4 separate regions of the Mus musculus genome follow, and regions 2, 3 and 4 are each linked to region 1. Evidence: chromatin contacts called from public Hi-C, Micro-C and promoter capture Hi-C data. All regions are on one chromosome and are shown on one strand. Each heading gives the region's core, a stretch centred on a gene start, on an enhancer-like site or on the middle of the called end of the contact. The rest is flanking DNA. Distances are from core to core; before and after follow the strand shown.

Region 1 (2,720 bases), core at 135-2,634:
ACCGAAGGAGCCCATCGCTGAGGTGATAAACAGTGTCTCACTCGGCTCCACGCGCCTGCCTACCGATCTCAGTGACTCGGGCTCTCTCTGCCTGTCCCGAGAGGAAGAGGATGTGTGGGATGATGAAGTCATGAGTTTGCCCGAGTCCCTCCTCCTCGATGGCCTTCTAAGCAATAAGACACCTGGCCTTGACCCATGGACCCCCAGCCTCAGCCTGTGGGCCCTGGAATCCGACAGGCAAACCAGCTGCGTGGAGGAGAAGCCTTCCTGCTTGATGGAGAACCAAGATGAATGGTCAGAGCCCATCCCGCAGCTGCACATGGTCCCAGCAGCCTGGCGGGACCTGGAACACTGTAGCCCAGCCTGTGAGACAGCCTCTTCTGTTGGAGACATGAGCCCGGAACCCCCTAACCTAGAAAGGGAACATGACAACAGGCCTCCTGGAAATGCCAGCCTGCCCCCACTTTACGTTAAGGACTTTGAGGCTCTCAGCACCCAGCTGGAGATACAAGACCTGTGCTTTCTGAGACCCTGTAGTGACCTTGTTGAACTCTCTAACCCAGGCGCCCTAGACTTCCAGGTCACAGCAAATTCACAAGGCCCTCCAGACAAAAGAATGGAGGGAACTGCCCGGGCCAGACGAGCCAAAGGCAGAGACCTGCGGGTGAAGGGCAAGAGGGCCTCCTACAAGTGCAGGGTGTGCTTCCAGCGGTTCCATAGCCTGGGCGAGCTGGATCTCCATAAGCTGTCGCACAGCCCCTCGCCGCCCCCAACTTGCTACCTGTGCGTGGAGCGCAGATTCAGTTCCCGGGAGCTTCTACGGGAGCACTTGTGGGAGAAGCACGTGCAGGGCAAAGCAGGGCCGTGGGCCTGTGGCATGTGCCTGAAGGAGGTGGCTGATGTCTGGATGTACAACCAGCACCTTCGGGAGCACGCAGCCCGCTTTGCCCGAAATGGCCAGGCGCGGCGAGCCTTAGGAGACCTGCCCGGGTGCTTGGAAGGGGAAAGCGCCCTCACGCACTTCCTGAACACCATTGTGGAGCGAGCATCCAAACCCCAGAGGACCAAGCGCTCGATCGGCAAAGACAGTAGGGAGCCATCAGAGCAGGAAGGAGACGCTGGAAAGAAAACCCCAAGAAGGATGAAGCGCAAGGCACGTGCCTCGGTCACCCCCAGCCAAGATGGCGCCGAAGGAGGCAGCCTATCCGTTCTGACCAGCAGTTCTGCCACCTGCTCTGACTCTGCCAAGACGCCCCCCGCCCCGTCCCCAGACCCTTGGTCCCACGGCGAGTCCCCGCTCCAAGCTGTACCAGTGCACGAGGACTGCAAGGACCCCTCCCGTGACTGCCACCACTGTGGGAAGCAGTTCCCCAAGCCCTTCAAGCTGCAGCGCCACCTGGCGGTGCACAGCCCACAGCGCGTCTACCTGTGTCCCCGGTGCCCGCAGGTCTACCCTGAGCCCTGGGAGCTGAAGGTACACCTGGGCCTGACCCACGGGGTGACAGAGGAGAAGGAGCTCCCACACGTGCCTCTCTATGCCTGTGAGCTCTGCGCCAATGTCATGCACGTCATCAGGAGGTCCTTTGTCTGCAGCTCCTGCAACTACACCTTTGCAAAGAAGGAGCAATTCGACAGGCACATGGGCAAGCACCTGAGTTGCGACCTGCAGCCCTTCACACTCCGGAGTGTTAAGCGGCCAGGGGTTCCTAGGAGGAAGACCCGTGTCTCCCAGGATGTGCTACCCAGCAAGCAGAACAGGCTGATGGCGCCCTTCAGTCCCCCTGAGCTCAGCACTGACAGAATCCCCTCCACAACCAGCCCTACACCAAGTGAGGTGTCCCTTCCTGCACTGCCCCTAGCGCCTAGCCTCATCCTGGACCAGCCCAGTTCTCAAGAGAACCCTGTGGACCAGGCAGACCACTCACCCAGGGGGAACAACCTACCACTGAGTGGCCAGGATCTTCCACCTCCGTCTCTGTCTCCTTTCTCAGCTGCCTCAGCTGAAGGTACAGGCGGCTGCTGCAAGCTGAACAGAACCCTGGAGAAACCAGAACACGAGGCTTCCTTGGGAAGCCTTGAGCCATGTAAATGGCAGGCTCTGGTAGGGGAAAAGAGGGCCCTTCACCTGTTCCCAGGAAAACACAAGAGTCCAGGCAACGGAGACAAGTGTGCCCCTGGGTGTTCCCCAGGGCACCCCTCTCAGCTCCAGGAGAGGCTAGTGACCACACACCACATGGCACCTGAGGGGAGAATAGAGGGTCCCTCCCAGAAGGGCAATGCCACCAAACCAGGAGCCTACTCAAGTACCTCCCATCACAGAGCAGCAGAGCCCACCAAAAAAGCACTGAAGCCACCAGCACCACCCCGAAAACCAGGAGGGATGGGGATCCCAGCCGCAGAGCTGGTCTTGAGTCCTGAGGACAGGGTAAAGCCCAACACTTCTAAAGGTAAACTGCGAGGCACCCCTCAGAGCAGTGGAGGGCTCCAGCCTGGCACTCAGACAGGGGGTGGCAGCCAGCCCCAGCCAACCAGTGGGCAGCTCCAAAGTGAGATGGCCTCCACCCCTACTGAGCCCAGCTGTCCTAGCTGGGCGAGCTCCACCCCGGACCAGCCCCCACCTCGAGCCCACACCAAGGGTAGCACCAGAGGGCCTGGGGACGCTGTTCATCAGGGGGTCCAAGTGCATTCAAGTCCCAGGGAGAAAAGAGAAAGCCATGGAA
Region 2 (2,720 bases), core at 136-2,635, 250 kb before region 1:
CATTCTGATCTCTTCCAGTCGTGGGGCCTGTGCCAGAATCCCATTCCTGTCAGCGGTGACTCAGTGGCCCAGGCTAATCCCTCCCAGCTTTGGCCTCTGGGAGGAGACACACTTGATCTGCCTGCTGGAAATGAAATGATCCAGGTTTGTAAGTGTTTCTTGTCGGGAGATGTGGGTGGCCTGACCAGTGTTTTCCAGGGACCTTGAAAGAAGGGTCAGGTCAGAGCTCTGGACAGCAGGCACGTCCTGCTTGCCATAGGTCCTTACAGAGCCTGTGCCACACACTAAGCCCAGGCTTACAGAGGCTGCCACAATGACTGCCACTGTCTATGCTGAATCCCACAGAGGCCTGAGGCTAAGAGCTTGCTTGGGCAGCCAGAGACATCAGAGTGGAGGTGCATGTTAGGGGTTTGGCATTGCTGACAAGGTCACTGTGAACAGGCATGGACTTTACATGCAGATGTGTGCATGTGCACATCTATGACCACATGTGTCTTAAGACATGTGTATAGGCATACGAAACAATTGATGGCATATGAAGACATATGGCTTGATGAATGGCCATTAAGTCAGGCCCATCTGCTGAGCTTGGAGCCTTCGTCCCACGGAGCCTTTCATTCTTGGAGACAGGGCCATTCTGCTATTGCAGCAGTTCTGGTGTTTGTGTCCTTTCCTTCCTTCTGAAGCTGCTGCTTCTGCTGTTCAAGGAACCCCCCCCCCCTCCCACTGCCTGTCCTTGGGTTACCCTGGTGGATGGCCCAGGGTAGGTCAGGGGAGACAGCCAGGTACACGTGGGCCAAAGATCCTCCATAGACACTGTCCTGTCTGTTTGACCTCAGGTTCTTGCAGTGAGACTAGGAAGCTCCGGGGACTCAGATGCTGTGTGGGAAATGTTCATCTGTCTGTAGAGCATGGCTTCGCTAGCCTGCAGGGTTGGCAGAGAAGCATGTGGGACCCAATAAGATCCACAAGAACTGCTGAGTAAAGAGAGCAGGAGGTATTCTGGGTAAATGCAGGGGAAGAGAGAGCCCAAGCTGCCCTGCCTACCCATGAAAGGTCAAGAGTCTGGAAGAGCCAAGGCTCTAACCAAGTCTGCCACCAATGGCCGTCCCCAAACAGGAGCTCTTGCTTGCTCTTTCCTAAATATAAAATTCTAGGTTTTGTTTCACGTTGACCTGCTTGGTCAGATGAAGCAGAGCACCAGGCCTGGAGAAATGTAGTTCTGAGCACAGACGATGACCTTGCCTACAAGTCAGTGTGAAGGAGAAACCCAAGGGCTCTGTCAGTGACTCTTAGAAGACTGGATCATTGTACTCTGTTCAGGCTTTTCCCTCTGCAAGGGGCCTAGCTTAATCTAAAACCAGGAGCCTTTACTGTCAGCCAGCTGTTGGGCAACTCAGCATCTGTTGCCCTGCTCTGCTCTGAAGAGGGAGGGTGTGGCCAGTAGCATTGTGCAGCAGCTGTGCCAGAGTGGGTGTGGAATAGGGAACGCTGAGGTTTTGGGGGCAGAAGTACCAGGCAAGTGTTTATGTGGACTTTTGAGCTTGCCTGGAAACCAGAGCCCAGATGTGTGTTTGCACACCCTCTTTCCTTTTAATTAACCTGAGTTTAAGCACCTAGAGAGGGCCGAGGGCCAGCTCCCCTGTGTTTGCATAGCCCACTGCCTGTCACCATGGCCCATGGAGATTCCTGTCCTCCTATGCCCAGATGTTGACATACAGAAAAGCATCAGTAAGCAGGTTCAGGGAGGTGTGTCTGGAGGGCTGTCTGTGTGCAGGGACAGGCTGTCACTGCTGCTGCTGTCTCTTGACTCTTCCCTGAGCAGAGTCTGTCAGGTCCTCCATAGGTGCGCGGACTCACACTGGAAGTGAGATGACCCAGAAGCCACTGCACTCTCCAGGAAAGAGGTAGAGCGACCACTTCCCAAAGACATGCCAAGAGTCCTTAGGAAAGAGCCACTTCCTGATTCTGTCACTGCAGCCCATCTGACGGAGTTCAGCAGCAGTTGCCAAGGGGACAGCTATATTCAGTCTTTTGGCAGTCATTTCCCCAAATAGTTCTCACTTTTTCTTAGCTATTCAAAAATGTTAAAAAGGGCTTTTCAGTCATTAAAAAAAGTACCCCCCCCTCAATATTTTCCCACTACCGTGAACCTGAGTGTGTTTTCGTTTGGCAGACCCTCATTAGCATAAGAGACACTGTCCTCGATTGCAGTGTGTCCTTTAAAAAGGCACATGTCATCTGACAGCACAGCTCTTCTTAGAAGTTGACTGGGTGTTTGTGCTGCTGTCTCTGCTTGTGGGGAACCACATGGTCTTCTCCATACCAAAGGGTGGTGTGCCATCATGCCACAGGAGCCTCCAATATGGGCATTCCGTCCACTGCTGTTCTTGCCTGCCTGGGACTGTACAACACTGATGAGGGCGGGGCCCATGGTTCCTGGCAACTGTGAAGGAGCAGATGGAGGCTCTGCATTGCCTGCCTCGAGCCCCCTGCCCAGTTGTGTGAGCACCAGGTGTGGTTTGTGGGAAGTGAATCAGTGGTAAGAATATCCAGGGCTGGGGTCACCCCAAGGGTCACCCTGAGTTTAGTCCCTCCTCCAGGTCCATTCTGAGGCAGGGTCACTAGTTATACAGGGTCAGGATGCTGGAAGGATGCAGCTAAGAAGGACCGAGGGGTCTGTTCTGTAGTGACTTGCTCCTGGTGTCTCTGCTTATACC
Region 3 (2,720 bases), core at 81-2,580, 210 kb before region 1:
GGCTTTTGCTTTCTCTCCCATCCCTGAACTTGGACTTCCTCCACCATAAAGCAGAGCAGCACTTCAATGACATGCAGATGTGGGGCTGATTTCCCTCTCTGGGTAGAGTGGGCTGATCTGGGCTCAGATTGCTGCTCTACGGTTTCCCAGCAGTGCGACCCCTGTATGAAAGGCGGGTTTTAGAAGATGATGTCCTGACATATACATACCAAAGGCATACATGCCAGCAATCTTAATGCATTCATTTATGAGGGAGATGGGAAGATGCTGCCAGCATCTCACAGATCCACTGAGCCAAGCAGGCAAATTCATGGGGAGTGTCGGGGGAATTTACAGATCAGTTCTGAAGAGGCAGCAATGGAGCAGGAGACCAGAGGCCACTCCCTTATACCCAGCAGGCCTTCACGGCTTCTGAGGCAGAGGCTAGGCAGTGAGTGGGCAGGCTGGAAGTACAGCCTCTTCCCACCTCAGTTTGCTGAGCTTCCATGGAGCCTTGACAAAGAAGAGAGCAAGTATGGCTGCTTCGCATAAGCTGAGGGGTCACGGAGCTGGCCGGGAGTCTGTTTCTCCACCCTCCCTCCCTCCCCTCCTTCCTGTTCCTTTAAGGGCAGATCCCAGGCTCAGAGGCCTCGCCCACTGCCATCCCTGGGGCATCCTCAGGAGCCCCTCCAGCCTAGCTTGCATCCATCATCATTAGCTGTCCCGATGAGCTTGACCTTGCTCTTCTGGAAGCATTCAGCCATTCTCCAGGTCACCAATTCCCTTTCCGGCCGGTTGCGTAAAAGCAGCCAGACATTGAGGTTTTCATTGGAATCCCTTGCTGCAGGTGTGGCCGTAGGCAACACCTGCTATGGGACTTCGGGTCTGTGGCTTGGGTGCATGTTCCAGAAGTGGGAGGGGACTGGGGCTCTGGTGCAGGAAGCTGTTCCTGCTGGATGGGGGTGGCCTGTGACACAGCTGGGGACAACCTCGAGTTTGCAGCTCGCAGTGGGCTTCCCGGCCCCTCGCTACTTGAGTTCTGTCTAAGGGAAGCGAAGGTGGCTGACTGGCAGGGAGGCTAGCCTCAGCTACTCAGCCTGCTCCTCCCGGTAAAACGAGGGAATTGTGGGTAGGTAGATGGGAGGTCTGAGTTTTGTTCTGACCGTGGCCAGCCAAGTTTGCAGAGTGAGGCTTTGTCTAATCCAGAGATCAGGCTCTTCTGGGAAGAATAGGGTGGGGGAAGCCAAACTCCATCAAGCAGCTAGGGAACCTCCCCCAAGACAGGACAGAGAGCACACGTGCCAGAGACACAAGTCTGTGAAAAGAGAGAAACCTTTGCCCTGGCTCATTTCTCAGAGGGCTCAGAATAGACTCAGGGCCACCCTGAGGTTGGGTGGGGTCTTTAAAGGGAGCCAGAGGCCCACCACCAGGCAGGAGCTGGCTCCCCCTGGTGTGGGCAGAAGGCTGGGTTCTACCTACTCCATACAGGACAAGCCACTCTGTGCTTTGCCCTCATTTGCATTTCCTAGAGTGACATCATCAGGTGTGAGAGGGTAGCCTTAGTGCAGGGGCTGGGAACTTACTTAAGGGTGGCTGGAGGAAGTGGCCATGGCATATCACCTAGCCACCTACTGATGATGGGGGGTGGGGAGGGAGAGGGCTCCCTGGACCTCCAGTGGCTGGGCTAGAACCCAGCATGGCAGCAGAGGGTATGAGAGAAGCCACTGCTGGACAAGGCTAAAGACCAGAAAACCCGAGTCATTGTACCCCTGGGTAGGGCCTGTTGAGTAAACAGAGATCTGCTATACGCATCAGCTCCCCACTGGGTGAAAGATGTTTGTGGGTGTCCCACGCTGATCCTGAAGGGGTGGATCAGGCCACCATAACTGGAAGGCCAACATGCTATACTGGATCGTCTGGCTTCCGCTTGGGGGCAGTGGGATCAGTCCCTGGGAGCTGGTAGTGTTGGTTCCAGGGCTTGAGAGGATGGGTTGGAGTGAGTGGGGACTCTGAGGGCAGTGGAGTCCCTACTATATCATGAGCTGAAAGCTGACGTTGGTCACAAGCCCTGGTCAGGCTTCAACATGAGATGTCATCAATTATGTAGATAGAACACGAACTCTGAAGGGGGTTCATTTGGCCCAGGGCCCGTGAGAGTTTGGCCCTAATGCTGGGCTCTTGGCTCCCATGTCTAAGCCCAGCCCTGGGCCTCCGGGAGAGTTGAGTAGGTGAAATGCCATACATACTTGTGTGCATCCATAATTGATTCCAATGGCCTAAGGATGATAAATCACTCGCTGCTTTCTCCGTAACCTCCTCATCCTGTCTTCCTAATCCCGAGTTGTCAAAGCAGCTGCCAGACCACATTGCACTGCTGTGATGTGTCCAGGATGGCCTCTGAGAGCAGGTTTATTCTTTACAATAGGGGTCCCATGTCAGTCTGTCTCTCTGTTCTCATGGCCATGGACAGAGCTGCGTCAGTGTATCCAGGGTAAGGACAGGGAGCAGGGGTAGGAGGAGTGAGGACCTCTCAGAAGAAAGACAGGACAAGCGAATCTCACTGCTCAGCTATGCCAGGCACAGGCCTTCCAGCCCACTCGCTCCTGTTTCCCAGTGTGGCACAACCAGGAAGCCTTCTATTCATTTGCCTATGAATGATGACAGACGGCAGCTTAAAACCCATAGGGCATCTAGGATCCCCCTACCTGTCACCTGATTCTTGGTTCTCCAACACTGGACAT
Region 4 (2,720 bases), core at 154-2,653, 190 kb after region 1:
GCCTGGTTTACAAAGTGAGTTCCAGGACAGCCAGGGCTACACAGAGAAACCCTGTCTCGAAAAACCAAAAAAAAAAAAAAAGGAAGTAAGCTGGTATGTGCTCTCCAAGTGCAATCTAAGGTTTTAACTCTTAAAACAATGGCCTAGGGCCAGAGGCATGGCTCAGTGGTAAGTGCTTGACTAGTCTTGTGTGGGGCATTGATTCTATCCTCCATACAAGGAAAAAAAACTACATTCACTATAAGTACAACTTTCTACCTCCTCTGTAAGGAGACCCAACCACCCAACCAAAAGAAAAATCACACTCTAATAGCGTCTGTTATAGAACTGCTGTTGGTGACTCACTAAATTGAATCAAAAATGTCTCCCCCACCCCCAAGAGCAGGGTCCTAGATAGCACCCCCTGGTGGCAGCAGAGGTGATGATGGGGCCTGATCCAAGAACTCCCACCAGCTGGGGCTATATGAGGGGTGCTGGCCTGAGGCCCGACATCCAAAGTGTCCCGAGGCACTGGGCAACTTCCTAGTAGGTCTTTCTCTGAGAAGTTGCCCACCTGAGTGGGGGTAGCTCTGACCATCAGGCTGGCTCTGAAGATTAAGGGTTCTCTTCTCAGGTGCTCAGACCTAAAGCCCCTGAACCTAGCCGTAAAGGTGGACAACTGAGCCTGTTGTGTGGAGGTCGGCTCTTCCTTGGTCACTGCACCAGGAGAGCAAGGAGGCTTCTGGGAAGAGCGAAGACCACCAGAGGTTGTTTGCTCTATCAATGAGCTCACCACCCACGAGGCAGGATGCTCTGGGGGAGTCCTGCCTTTTCTCACCAGCCACCATCTGCGGGTAGGACAAGTTTCCTGGCCTTGTGGTTAGTGAGACCTTCTTTAGGTGGGTGTATACAGCGCCTGGGACATACTTTAAGTTTGGACCCTTCCAGACCTGCACAGAGAGGACTTCAGGACTTCAGCTGAGCAGTCCGCAGGGAGAGCTCCGGGGAGATCTGGGGCTCAGGAAACTTTGCCAAGTGGGGAGCCCAAGGCATGCCCGAATCTTCTGAAGCAGAGAAGTTAGTTGCCCTGGGCACATCCCTCTTAGAGCCCCAGTCTTAAGCCAGAAGGGGAACCTCCTCCTCTGTTGAAATGGAAAACTCTAGCCCCTTCCCCTCTCACCTGGGGCAGGTGTGACCCAGCTCCCAAGGACTTCCCAGCTGCCTCCAGCCCCGAAGCGCTGCGAGCTGGGGGCGGAGATCCGGCCAACCCCTACCTCTCAGTGTCTCCAGTTTCCCGTAGTTGGGGACCCTGTGACTGGAGTGCGTTTTCACCAGGAAGGAGCGCGGCATGGTCCCCTCCCGAGAGCAGGCAGAGTCTAGCCAGAGCCTGCAGCGGGATTACCGACTGCAGAGTCTGGCGGCGCCGGCGGGCCGCGCGGCCGGCAGGTGCGAGAAGGGTCAGGCTCATTAGCATAGCGCACCACCTCAGCCAACCAGCGCGGAGCACGGCGGGGCGGGGCCGCGAAGCCACGCCCAGGACAGGTGCGCGGGCGGGGAACCCGCCGCGTGGTCGGCGGTGTCTGCCCCACGGGACTCCGCTGGCCCGCGTCATGGTCACGCACCGACCCCGCGGGGGCTCGCCATCGACCTGCCCTGGATGAAAGAGCAGAGTTCAGGGTTAGGTGACAGGTGCCAGCCAACTTGGCCGAGCAGAGTCCCTAACCTCTCCAGCATCCTTTATAATCCATGCCCAGGAGAGTCGGAACAGCCCTGTCTGGTTGTCTAGGCTCTCCGTGTGGATGTTTACGACGTTAGAGTCTGGTGGGACAGTCTCTGGGGTAGGTGGACAGAGCACCAACTGGGTGTGTCTGTCTGTGGCTGAGTAGCAGGGCTGTGTGGCCAGAACTGAACTTTACCCTATAACCCCACATTCCTTGGCATCTGTGGGCTGAGGTGGGAAGGGAAGGTGAGTCGGCAGCGTAGGAGACAGTGGGGGAAGGGGCCTGAGTCACCCTGGCGTTCACATTCACGGTTGCAGGGCACGGTAGCTGGTGTCATTCCGTTTCTGGGAGAAAAGCAAGGTTCTGAGAGTTCTGTGGTCGACAGAACTGGTAACATTAGCCCACACTCCTGGCTGGTCAGATGTGGCTGCAAGTACTCTTTTGTTATGGTGTAATTGTGTGGAAATAGGGCATCTGTGGGAAGGCTATCTGAGGACACATTCCTGCTGGCTGCCCATTCCCCTGTACCTTGGATTTGTAAGTAGCCTTTTTTGTAACCTCTCCCCTTCCAGGCATAGATAAAAAGCCTATGGTTCCTAAACCGGCTTGCACTTGCATATCCTTCCTGTCCACCCACACAATGCGTAGCCTTGGGCTGACTCTCCCAGCTCATCTCCTAACCTCCTTAAAGAGGGATGATCTGGCCTGCTTGAGGGGAACTGCCAGTTTCATGAAAGGTGCTGGGCCCACCTTTGAGGCGGGGCCCCAATAGGCTTCTGACATTCATAAGCCATTACCGTGAAGGAAATTGGAGATCCCCACTTCTCTGAGCCCCCTCACCTTGCTGCTGTGCAAGTTCATTCTTCAGCTATGACTCACAGTTACAGGCCAGCAGGCTTCATGCAGCCCCAGGGAAGAGGTAGTAGCTGTCTCCAGCACTGGGGTTTAAAATTCTTAAGCCCACGGCTGTGGGAAGCCTTCCCAGCGGGAGAGAGGCTTGCCTCAGCCAACACAAGCCTC

The links. Promoter capture Hi-C pulls out the DNA fragments that hold promoters and counts their contacts. Hi-C and Micro-C count contacts between places; a contact is called where the count stands out from the background.
Region 2: a contact with region 1 is called in a Hi-C map of bone marrow-derived macrophages, with 33 read pairs. The contact joins two enhancer-like sites. A contact is called at or near these places in 2 of 39 promoter capture datasets (embryonic stem cells and trophoblast stem cells), 1 of 15 datasets of contacts at CTCF or cohesin (pro-B cells), 5 of 484 Hi-C or Micro-C datasets (the AML12 cell line, bone marrow-derived macrophages, cumulus cells and 2 more), 7 of 115 datasets of contacts at active chromatin or transcription factors (SST interneurons, bone marrow-derived macrophages, craniofacial prominence and 3 more) and 2 of 9 other capture datasets (adipose tissue and embryonic stem cells).
Region 3: a contact with region 1 is called in a Micro-C map of embryonic stem cells, with 3 times the contacts expected there. The contact joins two enhancer-like sites. A contact is called at or near these places in 7 of 39 promoter capture datasets (the 3T3-L1 cell line, the HPC-7 cell line, HPC-7-derived erythroid cells and 4 more), 1 of 15 datasets of contacts at CTCF or cohesin (pro-B cells), 9 of 484 Hi-C or Micro-C datasets (the G1E-ER4 cell line, beige adipocytes, bone marrow-derived macrophages and 5 more), 4 of 115 datasets of contacts at active chromatin or transcription factors (astrocytes, bone marrow-derived macrophages and embryonic stem cells) and 3 of 9 other capture datasets (adipose tissue, embryonic stem cells and pancreatic islet).
Region 4: a contact with region 1 is called in a promoter capture Hi-C map of embryonic stem cells, with 2.7 times the contacts expected there. The contact joins the promoter of Snai3 here to the enhancer-like site in region 1. A contact is called at or near these places in 13 of 39 promoter capture datasets (the 3T3-L1 cell line, 3T3-L1-derived adipocytes, the C10 cell line and 9 more), 20 of 484 Hi-C or Micro-C datasets (the G1E-ER4 cell line, Th1 cells, bone marrow-derived macrophages and 8 more), 8 of 115 datasets of contacts at active chromatin or transcription factors (bone marrow-derived macrophages, embryonic stem cells, epiblast stem cells and 3 more) and 4 of 9 other capture datasets (adipose tissue, embryonic stem cells, liver and 1 more).

What each region holds. Positions count from the first base shown.
Region 1 is chr8:122,268,232-122,270,951 of GRCm38.p6, forward strand. Zfp469 (zinc finger protein 469) reads left to right here. Exons shown (of 3, transcript NM_001362883.1): 3 at 1-2,720. Among named protein-coding and RNA genes, the nearest start is that of Zfpm1, 13 kb to the right of the region's middle. Within about 2 kb of position 1,385, at least 50 of the 459 cell types and tissues checked have an H3K27ac peak or open chromatin away from gene starts, as enhancers often do. A contact at or near this core is called in SST interneurons, bone marrow-derived macrophages, embryonic stem cells and 3 more, where this site is marked.
Region 2 is chr8:122,020,501-122,023,220 of GRCm38.p6, forward strand. Banp (BTG3 associated nuclear protein) reads left to right here. Exons shown (of 14, transcript NM_016812.4): 12 at 19-144. Among named protein-coding and RNA genes, the nearest start is that of Mir7237, 44 kb to the left of the region's middle. Within about 2 kb of position 1,386, at least 78 of the 459 cell types and tissues checked have an H3K27ac peak or open chromatin away from gene starts, as enhancers often do. A contact at or near this core is called in SST interneurons, bone marrow-derived macrophages and forebrain, where this site is marked.
Region 3 is chr8:122,054,856-122,057,575 of GRCm38.p6, forward strand. It overlaps a transcript of Zfp469 not described here. Among named protein-coding and RNA genes, the nearest start is that of Gm34413, 39 kb to the right of the region's middle. Within about 2 kb of position 1,331, at least 43 of the 459 cell types and tissues checked have an H3K27ac peak or open chromatin away from gene starts, as enhancers often do. A contact at or near this core is called in embryonic stem cells, where this site is marked.
Region 4 is chr8:122,459,286-122,462,005 of GRCm38.p6, forward strand. Snai3 (snail family zinc finger 3) reads right to left here and starts at 1,404. Exons shown (of 3, transcript NM_013914.3): 1 at 1,254-1,404. The coding sequence starts at 1,329.